Regions from separate parts of the Mus musculus genome. Here all the other regions are linked to region 3. A link is a contact called in public HiChIP or PLAC-seq and promoter capture Hi-C data. All regions are on one chromosome and are shown on one strand. The core of a region is the stretch at or near the end of the contact, and the rest is flanking DNA. Distances in the headings are between cores, read along the strand shown. Region 1 holds the start of Blnk (B cell linker). Region 2 overlaps Blnk (B cell linker). Region 3 holds the start of Cc2d2b (coiled-coil and C2 domain containing 2B).

The links. Promoter capture Hi-C pulls out the DNA fragments that hold promoters and counts their contacts. HiChIP or PLAC-seq counts read pairs in DNA pulled down with a chosen protein or histone mark.
Region 1: a promoter capture Hi-C map of stem cell-derived epiblast-like cells shows a contact between it and region 3, with 9 times the contacts expected there. The contact joins the promoter of Blnk here to the promoter of Cc2d2b in region 3. A contact is called at or near these places in 12 of 39 promoter capture datasets (the 3T3-L1 cell line, 3T3-L1-derived adipocytes, the C10 cell line and 8 more), 1 of 15 datasets of contacts at CTCF or cohesin (pro-B cells), 14 of 484 Hi-C or Micro-C datasets (the AML12 cell line, CD4 T cells, the P5424 cell line and 10 more), 9 of 115 datasets of contacts at active chromatin or transcription factors (the 230-238 cell line, bone marrow-derived macrophages, embryonic stem cells and 3 more) and 3 of 9 other capture datasets (adipose tissue, liver and pancreatic islet).
Region 2: a CTCF HiChIP or PLAC-seq map of pro-B cells shows a contact between it and region 3, with 13 times the contacts expected there. The contact joins the enhancer-like site here to the promoter of Cc2d2b in region 3. A contact is called at or near these places in 2 of 15 datasets of contacts at CTCF or cohesin (large pre-B cells and pro-B cells), 19 of 484 Hi-C or Micro-C datasets (the 63-12 cell line, B cells, the C10 cell line and 9 more), 7 of 115 datasets of contacts at active chromatin or transcription factors (the 230-238 cell line, bone marrow-derived dendritic cells, bone marrow-derived macrophages and 3 more) and 2 of 9 other capture datasets (embryonic stem cells and liver).

The regions. Positions count from the first base shown.
Region 1 is chr19:40,992,795-40,996,566 of GRCm38.p6, reverse strand. Blnk (B cell linker) reads left to right here and starts at 2,346. Exons shown (of 17, transcript NM_008528.5): 1 at 2,346-2,555. The coding sequence starts at 2,509.
Region 2 is chr19:40,933,885-40,938,134 of GRCm38.p6, reverse strand. It overlaps Blnk (B cell linker), which reads left to right. Exons shown (of 17, transcript NM_008528.5): 14 at 408-484; 15 at 1,779-1,862; 16 at 3,553-3,708. Among named protein-coding and RNA genes, the nearest start is that of Zfp518a, 41 kb to the right of the region's middle. Within about 2 kb of position 1,979, at least 36 of the 459 cell types and tissues checked have an H3K27ac peak or open chromatin away from gene starts, as enhancers often do. A contact at or near this core is called in embryonic stem cells, epiblast stem cells and pro-B cells, where this site is marked.
Region 3 is chr19:40,746,668-40,750,700 of GRCm38.p6, reverse strand. Cc2d2b (coiled-coil and C2 domain containing 2B) reads right to left here and starts at 1,884. Exons shown (of 35, transcript NM_001376940.1): 1 at 1,813-1,884.

The DNA of each region.
Region 1 (3,772 bases), core at 1,097-3,596, 250 kb before region 3:
TTTTTGCCATCTATCCACAGTGATACAACTGGAGCTCACTGGTTTCCGCTGTTCAATAGTATCTGTTTATGTGAAAAATGGTACCAATCATTCATTACTGTCTTGTTGATGGACAACTAACTGGACCATTGCTAAGACTGGGTTTTTGTTTTTCCTGTTAGAAACAGGAAAGCAAGCTGGTGTTCAGTGGTGCAGCACTTGCACGGCTTGCCCAAGGCCCCGAAGGAGGGAATAGCAGCGCTTCACTGAACATTCTTGCATGTGACCTTGGTTTATCAGCTTAGAAATGTCTCATAGACCCTATGACCTACCCTCACAAACATGTGCACCATTTAACACGAACCTCCTTCCAAAGTGATTGTGCCATATGGCTTTCTCCGTGGTATGTGTGACTCACAGTTGTTAAAAGGCATTTGTCGTGGTACTTTGGTGATTCAGTCATCTGTGTACCTGCTGTTGTAGACTGGGCCTGGCTGCTCTTCAAGGCATAAGCTGTGGAGTCACACTGTGTGGTCTCACTTCATTAACAAGTCAGCAGCTGAGATTTGGTAACCGGTTCCCAGTCGTGATCAACCCTTCTTGGCAAGCCGTGGCAGCAGGAAAGCCACTGGGTCAGGCTTGGATCATTGAACTGACCCACTCCACACACTCCACACCACACGGGGCAGAACTGCAACACACCGGCCTGGAAAAGCAGTTTCTCGTTTTCATCGTGTCGGACTTGAATACAGTAAAAAGAAGAAAGACAAGCGGCTGTAAAAAGAAAAAGCAGAAGTGGAACCCTCGACCCTCTCTCTTTCTCTGGGGAAATAAGAAGTTGCCAGACCAGGTGCTCGACAGAGTTGGTGGAGAGGAAAGTCCGCAGGTCAATTGGAAGCATTTTACAACCATCCAGAAGGAACAAAAGGCTATTATCACCCCCCTGGCCAGACTCTCCTGACCCTTGATGACATCATATATGGTTTTTATGTTCCTTTCTGCTAAGAGCTGTGGGAAGGGCGGGGCAGGGAACTAGATCTCCTTCAGGATACATTGCAAGAAAACCGTGCAGGCAGATTAGAGAAAGGCAACAGTTACGGGAAGCAAGTGTCTGCATTTCTCTCCTGATGCCCTACTCTTCTGCAAAGGGACCTCACCCTTCAACCACTCTGAGGCATCAGCTCTCGGACATCCTGAAGAATGGCAAATTCAGATATAGTGCATGAACGTGAACAGTCAAGGAACCAGGAGGACCGAAGAGCTCCTCTTTGAACAAAGAACCTGGGGGTGGGGGTGGGCAGGGGCGGGAAGAAATCCGGGTTTGCTCTCTGTCTCTTCTCCTCCCTTCTCTGGCCTGGTCCTCCTTCCCACTCTCTCCTCAGCCAGGCCCTTGAAGCTATAACAGGAGAGATAACTGAAATCCCTCCACTCTGTCTCCCTCCAACCCCCCGTGCATTCTTTAGACCCAGGTCGATGGTCCTTTGATAATGTTCAGAACGTAATCTCCTTTCACAAAGGTGACTAGGATGTGCCAGGTGAGTGGGGGTGGGGGTGTTCAGGTCCAAGGGGAAGAAAGAACACGCCCTCTCATTTTTTTGTTTTTTGTGTTTTGTTGTCTCGAGGAGTATAGCAGAACTGTCTAGATGGGGTCAGAGGCAGGTGTGGGATTTCACTGTGCTTGGGATACCCCTACACCTGACATGTCGCACTGGGTGTGATGAGAGGGGAAGACATGGAGGGGAGTTAGGAGGCATCCGCCTGATGTCATGTGTTGGGAAATCACTAGGCTTGTCCTCAGCTGACTTTTGAGTGTATCCTGTCTTTATTTGAAAATGGCAAGCTTTCAGCAAGGCAACTCCTGACTCCACACAGCATACGATAGGGTCGCCTTTCCCCACCCCTAAGTGACCTTGACCTTGCACAAAGAATTACCTATCACATTTTAAATGACCACTGCTGTGACCTCGGTGACAAGAACTGTCCATTTCATGTCTTAGTTCTTAAGAAGAAGAGGCTAACCCATGGCTTAATGCAAATGAGCAGAAAGCCCCCAAAGAGCCATCCAGATATAATTGATTATTCAGCTTTTCCTTGTACCTAAGAAGTGGCAGGGTGACTCTGGCCATCTGCTAAAAACAGGGACTACCTAAGGTTTGGGACAAACAGGAAGTAGTGCTCAGTCAGAAACTTATCCAACCTGGCAACACACCTGATCATAAAAGAGCTACTGGAAGGGATTTGCATGCCCAATAAGGTTTCACTACCGAAGTTTACACAACGCACAGTAATCAGCCAGGCTGGCTGACTCCCTGGATCACATGACCTCGTAGAAACATGAAACTTGGCGATGCGCTCCAGCGAGTTTTACTTCCCCTGTGCAGGGGTGTTTGCCAGCAGCCTGTGGGTTGCTCGCAGAAGTCAGTTCCAGTGGCTTGAGTTCTTGAGGCCAGAGCCTTACCATGCTGCTCCCCAGGAAGTCCAGGAGCTGCTGACACCCCCCTGGACAGCGACACATCCTCTCTCAAGAAAATGGACAAGCTGAATAAGATAACTGTCCCTGCCAGCCAGAAGCTGAGGTAAGAGATTCCCTTCGGAGCCTTATTCCTCTTCTTTGCCCTCTAGGGCTCCTCCAGCGCTCAGAGGCACCAAAACCTTGGGATACTTGACCAGTGCCAATCGGTTAGCAATGGCTATAGGGAAGTAGATCAGCTTTTTAAAGAAACGTGTAGGAGGAGTGAAGGAACCTGCTTTGGCTGGTTTTTGCCAGGGATGGGACAAAGAGTGAAGCTCTGGGAAGGCAAGAAGATAGAAAATTTGATGGCCCACATGCTAGCAACAGCCAGCTTTCTGAGTCTGAGGAGGGGCTCATCCATGGTGTGAAGAGCGTTTGTAGTCACTGTCGCTTACTGACTCTTGTTTGTTTTGTGGGTGTTCACCCTAAGTTTATTGGGGGAACTACGCGTCTCTCCAGTACCCTCATGACTATCTATTTTAGAATGTCAGATGGCTCACTGGATAAAGTGCTGAATGTGCAGGTCTGATGATCTAAGTTCCATGCCCACAACCCAGATAAAAAACGGAAAGAGAAGCAACTCCACAAAGCTGTCCTTGGACTCCACAGTCACTGCCAGCCTGGCACATGCATGCCCTGACACATCATGCCCACACACATTTCACACACACATACACACACACATACTGATAATAACAATAACCATTTTAAAAAACAGCTTTGGCAATTTAAAGAAATATATACTAAGAAAGAATAAGCCAGCAGTGGCCTAAGGCATACATACGTCAAGAGACCATGCAAAGATGACTTCCCAGTTTTTGAGTTTGAAGAGCATTGTCTTCTGAAGTGGGGCTGATGACTCTCAGAGGCTGGAACTTTCAAACGTTTAAGGGTGTGTTATATTCCATGTGCAGGCTAGAACTTTGGACTTTCATGAGGTCATACTTAAGGGATGGAGCACTGGAGAGTCTGAGACAAATGACAAGAAAAGACATGGAGTTGATAGAAGGACAGTCTTTCACGGTGGCACATGGGTCTTCTCACTCTGAGGGGTTTGGTAAGAGGCAGACTGAGAGGTACTAAGGGGTCCAGACCAGCGGGCAGCATCAGCTGGTCAGCCATTTTATAGAGGATACCCAGGAGAGCCACAGAGCCTTTAACATGGAAGTTAGAAGGTCCCACAGGCACCCTCCATCTTCTGCTGTGCATCTCACGGAAGGGAAGGGTAGAGCAGACATCGTAGAAATAATAAGGGGGCCACGAAGTGGAGAAGAGGATTGG
Region 2 (4,250 bases), core at 730-3,229, 190 kb before region 3:
ATTTTACAAATTTTACTTACTCCTAAGACAGGGTCTCACTGTGTAGCCCAGGCTGGCCTTGAACTTGGGCTCCCCCTGCCTCAGTTTCCTAGTAACTAATATTACAGACTGCATTGCCAGGTCCACCTTGGCAGAATTTTTAAATTCTGGAGCCAACAGTCTATTGCTATGCTTGTTGCAATAGGTGAGGAAAACTTAGGCTTTTCAAAGATGAGATTTGCCAACAACAAAGACCTCTCAAACATCTGGAAGGATCTTGAGGATTTAAAGGGGTCCTGAAGCCCCGCTCTGAGCAGTCCTGAGGAGTTTTCAGCTCTGTGTGTGGCCCTGAGAGCTCCTGCAGTAGTGAGGCACTGTACCTGCACAGAAACGACTGAAGATTCATGGAGTTTTCAAATCTCTTCCAGGGTTCCCAGAAGCGGGGAGCCCAGCTGCAGATGGACCGTTCCACAGCTTCCCATTTAATTCGACGTTTGCAGACCAGGTAGGGCATGAGCTTGACATCGGTGGATTATTTCCAGTGGATTTCAGGAAAGGGCATGTCTTCTGAGAAGACAGCTTGGAGTATGGCTCAGGATGGAGTCTGGATTTTAACTGAGTTGGTCCGATGGATGCAGAATGTCCTGTGTTTTTTTGTTTTGTTGTGTTTGTTTGTTTGTTTGTTTGTTTGTTTCAGTGACTAAGAGAGACCTCGCCCCATTTATTCTTGTTTCTATTCCAGGCGCCCCAAATAACAGTGTTTCTTTAAAACAATGAGGGAATGTGTTGTTTTTGTTGTTAGTCCTCTCACATTTATTTAAACTTTATAATTTCCTCAGAATAGACCTGTGGAGGCTTAGGATGTTAAAGCCTCTATCAAACGGAACAGCATAAAGAGACAGAAAGGACACTGTGTGCCCTTGAAGGTGACACGTGAACAAGTTGCATTGAGGATTTGAATCCGATTTCCACCCCCCAAAAAATAGAATAGAAGAAAATGAAATAAAAAAAGGAGTGAGATGCTATCTGTGTACTTCTAATCCCAGCCGGGAGAGACAGAAACAGGAGATCCCCAGGGTGGGCTGGCAGCCAGCCTAGCTTAGTCCTTGAGCTCCATCCCAGTGAGTGATGCTCATTCAAACGCAAGGAGGACAGCGCCCGAGGAAGCAGCATCTAGTGATGATATGTGGCACACTTGCACATGTGCTTGTGTGCACGGGTGCACCCACTCCCATGCACATATAAACACACACACACTGACATGATGAAGCACTCTATGAAGCATCAAGAATAAATAAAAACACGGTTGGGAAGATGGCTCGGCAGTTAAGGGCACTGACTGCGCTTCTAGAGGACCCAGGTTCAATTCCCAGCACCTACATGGCAGCTTACAACTGTAACTCCAGGATCAAACAACCACACTGATACATACATGCAGGCAAAACACCAATACACATAAAATAAAAATAAATAAAAAATTTTAAAGAGAATATTAGCACAATAAAAAAAAGAGTAAATAATTCATTCAGGAGAAAAATGCTTCAGGAATCTAGTGAGGTCCATTTATGTTTTAAGACTAAATTTACAGCTTAAGGCCAAATGGGAATGAGCTAGCTAGCCACATAATCTCTGTGGTTGTTCAAAGGAAGCGCGAAACAAACTCATTTTGACATTACTGGTAAAGATGTTGATTATTGTTCCCGTCTTTGGTTTTGCAAAATGGGCCACTTAAGCACATAGGTTAAATTTTCATTTCCTTTGAGAACCATCTCCTGTTTCACAATGCTTCTGTCTCCCAGGAGGCTGAACTGCTCGGTAAGCCCTGGTATGCTGGCGCCTGTGACCGCAAGTCTGCTGAAGAGGCCTTGCACAGATCCAACAAGGTTGGGACACCTAAAAACTTAAGCCAACTAGTAGTTGCATGGGTTAGGGGCAGGGGCAAGTTCCGGGTACTTGGCCTTCAGAGCACCTGCTGCTTTGTTCTTTCATCTCCTTCCTGTTTGTCTTTCAATTCAAGGCTCCAGGGGGCCCACTACCCTCAAACAATAGAGAGAAGTAGGAGGCAGGGAGGTCTGGGGAGACCTGATGCAGCCGGAGCCCAGGCTCTGAGGAGCAAGGGAAGAGAGGACAGGCTATTTTGAACCAACTCACGGGACTTAGGATATAGATAAAGGCAGAAGATAGACCTAGAAACATTTTTTTGAGAGCTCAACACTGGGGACAGATGGGACAGTGGAAGATTAAAGTTTCCTTTTCACTTCCTCTGTTCTCCCATTTAAAAAACAAAACAAAAACAAGCAAACAAAAAACCCTCAAATCCCTGGGAAAATGTCACCAATCAGCTGCTGAGGGTTTTTTGCTCTGCCTAGACGGAAATCGTCGGTAGATCAGAAGGCCTTCTAAGGCTGCCTCCAACAAGTTAAAGTTTTCCTCGGTTTTTGCTTCTTTCTTGTCCAGCTCATTCTGGTTAGGGAAAAAGTAGATCTCCCTTGTATGGGGCCCAGTGCAGGAAAGGTGGCCCTAGAGAGAGACTGGGTTGGGGAGAGGGTGTGTTTTGGAGCAATAACAACCTGTTTGAATGGGCCAATCACATCCTTACTTTCTTATGACTCACAATCCTAGAGGCTTGTGTTTTGAACCAACCCCTGTCGACCTCCTTAGCTAGTCCCCCAGGGAAGGGCTATCGGGCTTGTGCTTAAATGGTCAGGGCTTCCCAGAGGTCGGTGAGGTTCCAGCTTTGCTGTCACTGTTACGGTGAGCCTTGGTTGACTCCGTCCGCCGCCTTTGGAGCCAGGACAGTCAGCCGCAAGGTTTTCAGAGTTGTTGTCCTCAGGCCTCTGTGACTCTTGGGTGGTCATCACAGTCTGGCCCACGACACTGCAGTCCATTTTTAAACGCTGTGGCTGTCTCCGTTGGCTTACTTTGGGTCACACATGAAATCTATTAGACCTTACTTAGTCTATGGAAACCTCGTAAATTTTATTCCTTTGTTTCTGAGGAATAAATAATAGGTCTTTTTTGTCTTTTCAAATTCCTTCCTAAGGCTGAACACCAGTTTTGCATTTCTTCTTCCTATCTTTTAGGTCATGTTTTGCTATAATTTTTTAAATGTATGATTCTAAGCTATTTTAATAAAATATTTAATACACGTTGAATTTTTTAAATAGTTTTTCTACCTTAAAATAAATCTATTGAGGGGAACGTTTTCTTAAGCTAAAAGCTTGAATTTCCAGCCTCTGCCTTCCTACTGTCTAGATTTTTACTTAAGGAACTTATAAACATGGGCTCTAACTCGAAAGACTCTCGTCAGTGATCTTACCGTGTCCTTTTATGTTTCTAAATCCCAGCAAGCACAATGCCTCAGTCGGCACATTACATGCTAGTACTGGCTTCACTCAAGTTTGTCTGAGTATCCGTTTTAATAAACAGTATTATTCATGGAAAATAATACAACAAATTCTAATCAAGAACAAAACCATGGAGCTAAATACTATCTGAAAGTGATAAAATACTCTTCACAAACTGAATCTAGCTTAAGGAACTATAACTAATACTATCATTCTGCCTAAACAGGATGGATCGTTTCTTATTCGGAAGAGCTCTGGCCATGATTCCAAGCAGCCGTACACCCTAGTTGCGTTCTTTAACAAGCGAGTGTATAATATTCCTGTACGGTTTATTGAAGCAACCAAACAGTATGCTTTGGGAAAGAAGAAAAATGGTGAAGAGGTTAGTAGCCGCTATTTCTCTGTTTCTTTATTTCCTTATTTTGAGACACGGGCATAATATGTAGCCTAGGTGGGCCTAACAACACTCCCTAGTCCAGGCTGGCCTTGAACTCGTAATCCTCCTGAGTATAGGATTTCGGGAAAGTATCACTGCGGCTGGCTGGTAACTTCTCTTCAGCTCAGCTCTATATCTATGTGTTGAACACAGCGGCACATTGCTCTTTTAGGTGCCAGAGATAAAGGAAAAAAGTGAGAAAGTACTTGGTCTTAGGGTTGTTATATATGTCATAAGTAGGAAATAAGGTGAAATATCATGATTTGATATACTATTTAATATAGTATATGATGCACATTGTGTAGTAGTATATCCTGTGGGAAGTCGGAAGAAAATGTGATGCCTATGCTAGTATTTTTGTTTAACTTTTAAATTACATATGTCTGTGTATATGGTGTGCATGTGTCGCAGGGGTTCTATGAAGGCCCAAGGCTAATATTTAGAAGTGTTTCTTGATTGTTCTTCACCTTATTTCTTAAAGAAGGGTC
Region 3 (4,033 bases), core at 635-3,134:
ATCCCCCTACCTTGGCACTTCAAGTCTTTGCAAAGCTAGGAGCTTCTTCTCCCACTGAGGCCAGACAAGGCAGCCCAGCTAGAAGAACATATCCCTCGTACAGGCAAATAAACTCTGCAACTGACGAGATGAGGAGGAGGGGGCATCTCCAAGAGAGACAGAGAACTGGGATAAGAAAGGCACCCAAGAATCAATGGGAGTGACCTTAGCTGTGACTCACAACTTTGGGGATATGGAACTTGACAAGACCACTTCCCATTAGCCAGGCAGGAACCCCGGTGGAGCCATTAGAGACACCAACCCACCCACCAAACTTTCAACCCCAAATTTATCCTGTCTATTAGAAATGTAGGCCCCAGGGATGGAGCAGAGACTGAGGGAATGGCCAATAAGAACTGTCCCAACTTGAGACCCAGCCAACGGGGCAAGCACCAATCCCTGACACTATTAATGATACTCTGTTATGCTTGCAGACAGTTGTGTTTCTTATGTCGCGTTCTTCAGAATTTCTTTTATTTGAGCTAGAACGTTGTGCCAAAAAAAATATATTCCAATAAAAATTCAAACAGTGGGCTGCATTTTGTCCAAATAAAAATCCACTAAACACATAGCATCAACTATCCTTTAGGAGCAGGTTACAGAAAAAGCAGAATTTAACAAAAGCCTCCCACCAGCCATATTCTTTAATAAGCATCAGGACCCTCAGATATTTTACTACCTGACAGGTTCAGAAATTCTTATCTTTTACTTATCTGTGATTTTTCCCCCTAAATCAAGAAGTGGGAATCTCGGCCCAGGCTCAGCTGGAGATGCATGTCTGAAATCCTAACACAGGAGAAGCTGAGACAGGAGGACCCAAGGAATGCATGCATGGCCCGAAAAGAAACCTTCTGAACTGTAAACTGGTATCTTTGGGAAACATCAAAACCAAGTTCCCTGTGCTCTCAAGACCAAGAAGATTTCACTTCTGCCCCTTTGCCCCCTCAAAGCCCTACAGCATGGTTTGAGGAAGGCGTGCAGGTGACACAGATTGTCCTATGGACTGAAGGCTTGTATCTAACACACCCAAGGCAATGTAATGATGCTACCTGGAAACTGATCTTGAGAATTATCAGAGTGCACTGGATTACCGACGGAGCACGGACACCGGGTCTAGTGAAACTGGCGAGAGTCCTGTGCTGTTTATATTCTAGGTCGAAGAGCCATCTCTGGGTCTGGACTCCAGTCTCAATTGGAGAAACCCTGAGGCCCTTCTCAGTGCGAGGGCCCTCGGGCCACACTTGCCACCTAGGGGTGAAGCAAGACTGCTTTTTCCTGGTCATCACTTTGCTTTGAGTTTTGTAACTTTTCTCAATGGACTGCACGCCACATTTCGAGCCTAATTCGCATCCTGTAGTCTTCTAGGGACTTTCTCCTAGCTCTTGTACCTGCCTTCTGTCAGTACTTACCTTGAAGTAAGTTCCGCTTGAAGTAAATTACCTTGAAGTAGTTCCGCTGATTCTAAGGTGTTGTCCTAATGCTTACCCTAGCAAAGAGTTCAACTCCAGCCGCCCAGCCTCCTCCACTCAGGAAATATTTTTCTGACCGGAACTTAATCCAAACCCCTCCCTGACCTCGAAGCTGTGAAATGTACACGTTTTCACCCCTATTCCTAAAACCGGGATGACTGGCAGGTGGCGCGGTTCCGTGCCCTCTCTTGCCACTTCACCTAGTTGCCTTGTTATCCCAGCCCCAGGATTCCGCACAGAGGAGGGGTGCATCCCCAGTGTACTCTGGTACCGTCATGGGGACCTTGAGAGATAAGACATTCACCTGATGGACACTGCTTTTCGATGCGTCTGGGAAGTGAAGACAGATCCTGAGCAGCTATCAACGCCTACAGCCGAAGAGCATGCGCAGTGCGAGCGTTTTTGCCCTCTGCCCCTCCCCTCCCCAGCCATCTGGTTCTGATCCAGCCTCAGTGCATGAGATCTCCTCGTGCACCTGAGCTAACCCTCCCCCCCCCCCCCGCATCCCTCGGGCCTCTCTTGCCCCTCCCTTTGGGGTGGGGGTTAGTGGCGGCTTAAGAACTGCATGCGCCACGCCACGGAGAGGGGACAGGAGAGCGGGTGCGCAGTGTGGATGCTTTTCATTTCAAGAGACTGGTGTCTGGCCCCATGCCACAGCCCTCAGTGCAAACAATTTTTTTTTCAGAGCTTGCAATTCGTGTCACAAATTTAATATCTTTTAAGTCTTGGGCTGGGTGCTGGAGAGCAAGCGATGAGGAGCACTTACTGCCCTTACAGAGGCCCGCGTCCCAGCACCCAGTTAGGTGGCCCACAACCGCCTGCCTGTAACTCCTGATGCCCTCTTCTGGCCTGGCTAGCACCTGCATTCACACATATACATATCCTCCCACACCCATAGAAACATAATTAAAAATAAAATAAATCTATGAAGGAGAAGTAGTGGTAGTTTGGGGCTGGGGAGATGGCTCAGCACATAGACTGTAATGTCAGTGAAGTTAAGATTCCCTGAACCCACGTAAGGCCAGGCAAGTGTGGAGACAGCCGCAGGAATCCCCCAGGGCAAGCTCTGGGTTCCAGAAGAGAGCAAAGTCTCAGCAAATAAAGTGTAGTATGATGGCAGAAGACAACCAGCGTCACACTGTGGCCTCCGCAAGCCGACCTACACCACGAACGCACCATCGCAGGCAGTAAATGAATAAACAAATCAAACAGCGGTATGTCCCCACCCTGCAAGCCTCTTTGTTCCTTGTTAAAATAATGATGACCTAAACAGAACTGATACAGTTGGGAGTTTGCAAGTGGGGCTGAGCACAGTGATGTGTGTCCCTTCATTCCAATATGCTGTTTTTATGAACCTCTTTCTGTGTCCGCCCCATTGAGCCGTTAGCCTGAGATTCTGAAGACACTTAGGAGGTCTTTAAAACTTAACGGGCCTCGAGAAAAGGGACGTAGGGAAATAGAGCAGCTGCAAAGGTGACTGCCCAGGCGAGGTAGAGACCCTGCGGCACAAGGGAACGAACTCAGAAGTTCCACTTGCCTCATTATCTGAAAAAGCAAACAAACAAAAAACGACTTACTGTTAACTGTGTCCACGCCTCAAAATTTATTTGGACAAATTCTCATTCCAAATAAAATCCTTGTTGTCTAGGGCTCATCTGGTATAGCAATTTAAGAGCAATGGTGGTAGATTCTTGTCGTTTGGGTTGTGAGCTTAGCCCTTAGGGGCCAGGCCATCTCTACAGTCCAACAGCAGAGTCAGAAAGCAGAGTCAAGAGTGTTTCCCTTACATACTGATGTCACGGATTAAATGGGAAATGTCTGCATGTTGCAAGCATCACAGAATATGATGAACTTTAAGAACATTTAATTTCCAGGATTATCAACCAGTGCTATGCATTTTTTAAAAGTACACATGGTGTGTGTGTGTGTGTGTGTGTGTGTGTGTGTGTGTGTGTGCTACAATGTATTATTGCTATTATACCTAAGCATTAAGTATATGGGTCCAAATACCTAAGTCAAGATAATGTAGGATTCAAGATCTCCTACCAAAGAGTTTATCGAACAGATGTTGAGGAATTCTAAATATTTTCAAGGTTAAAGAGCATTTCCTATCAGAGGGGAGGGAGTCGGAGTAAGAATTGACATCCAGTAGATATTTCAAACTAGTGGTCTAATCTCACATGCAGAACTGTTTTGATTCAGGCTATAATATATTTTTTTAACTGCTCTAGCTACAGATCAGATTTCATAGAACATTTTTAATTTCTTGGCAAAGAATTAGAAAGACATCTGCACAGGCAGGCAGGCAGGCAGGCAGGCAGGCAGGCAGGCAGGCAATCATCCAAGGCAGCAATAGTTACTGAGAAGTCGTCTACAGTGTCTTCTGTGCACAGAGAAAGCCTTTTTGTTTAGCCCAGTGCTGCCATCCATAGGACGGTATTGCCACCTGCACTCAGGGTTGGCCTGCCCACTTCAATTAACCCTATCTAGAAAACTGGTGAGCCTCATTTAGACGGTCTCTCACT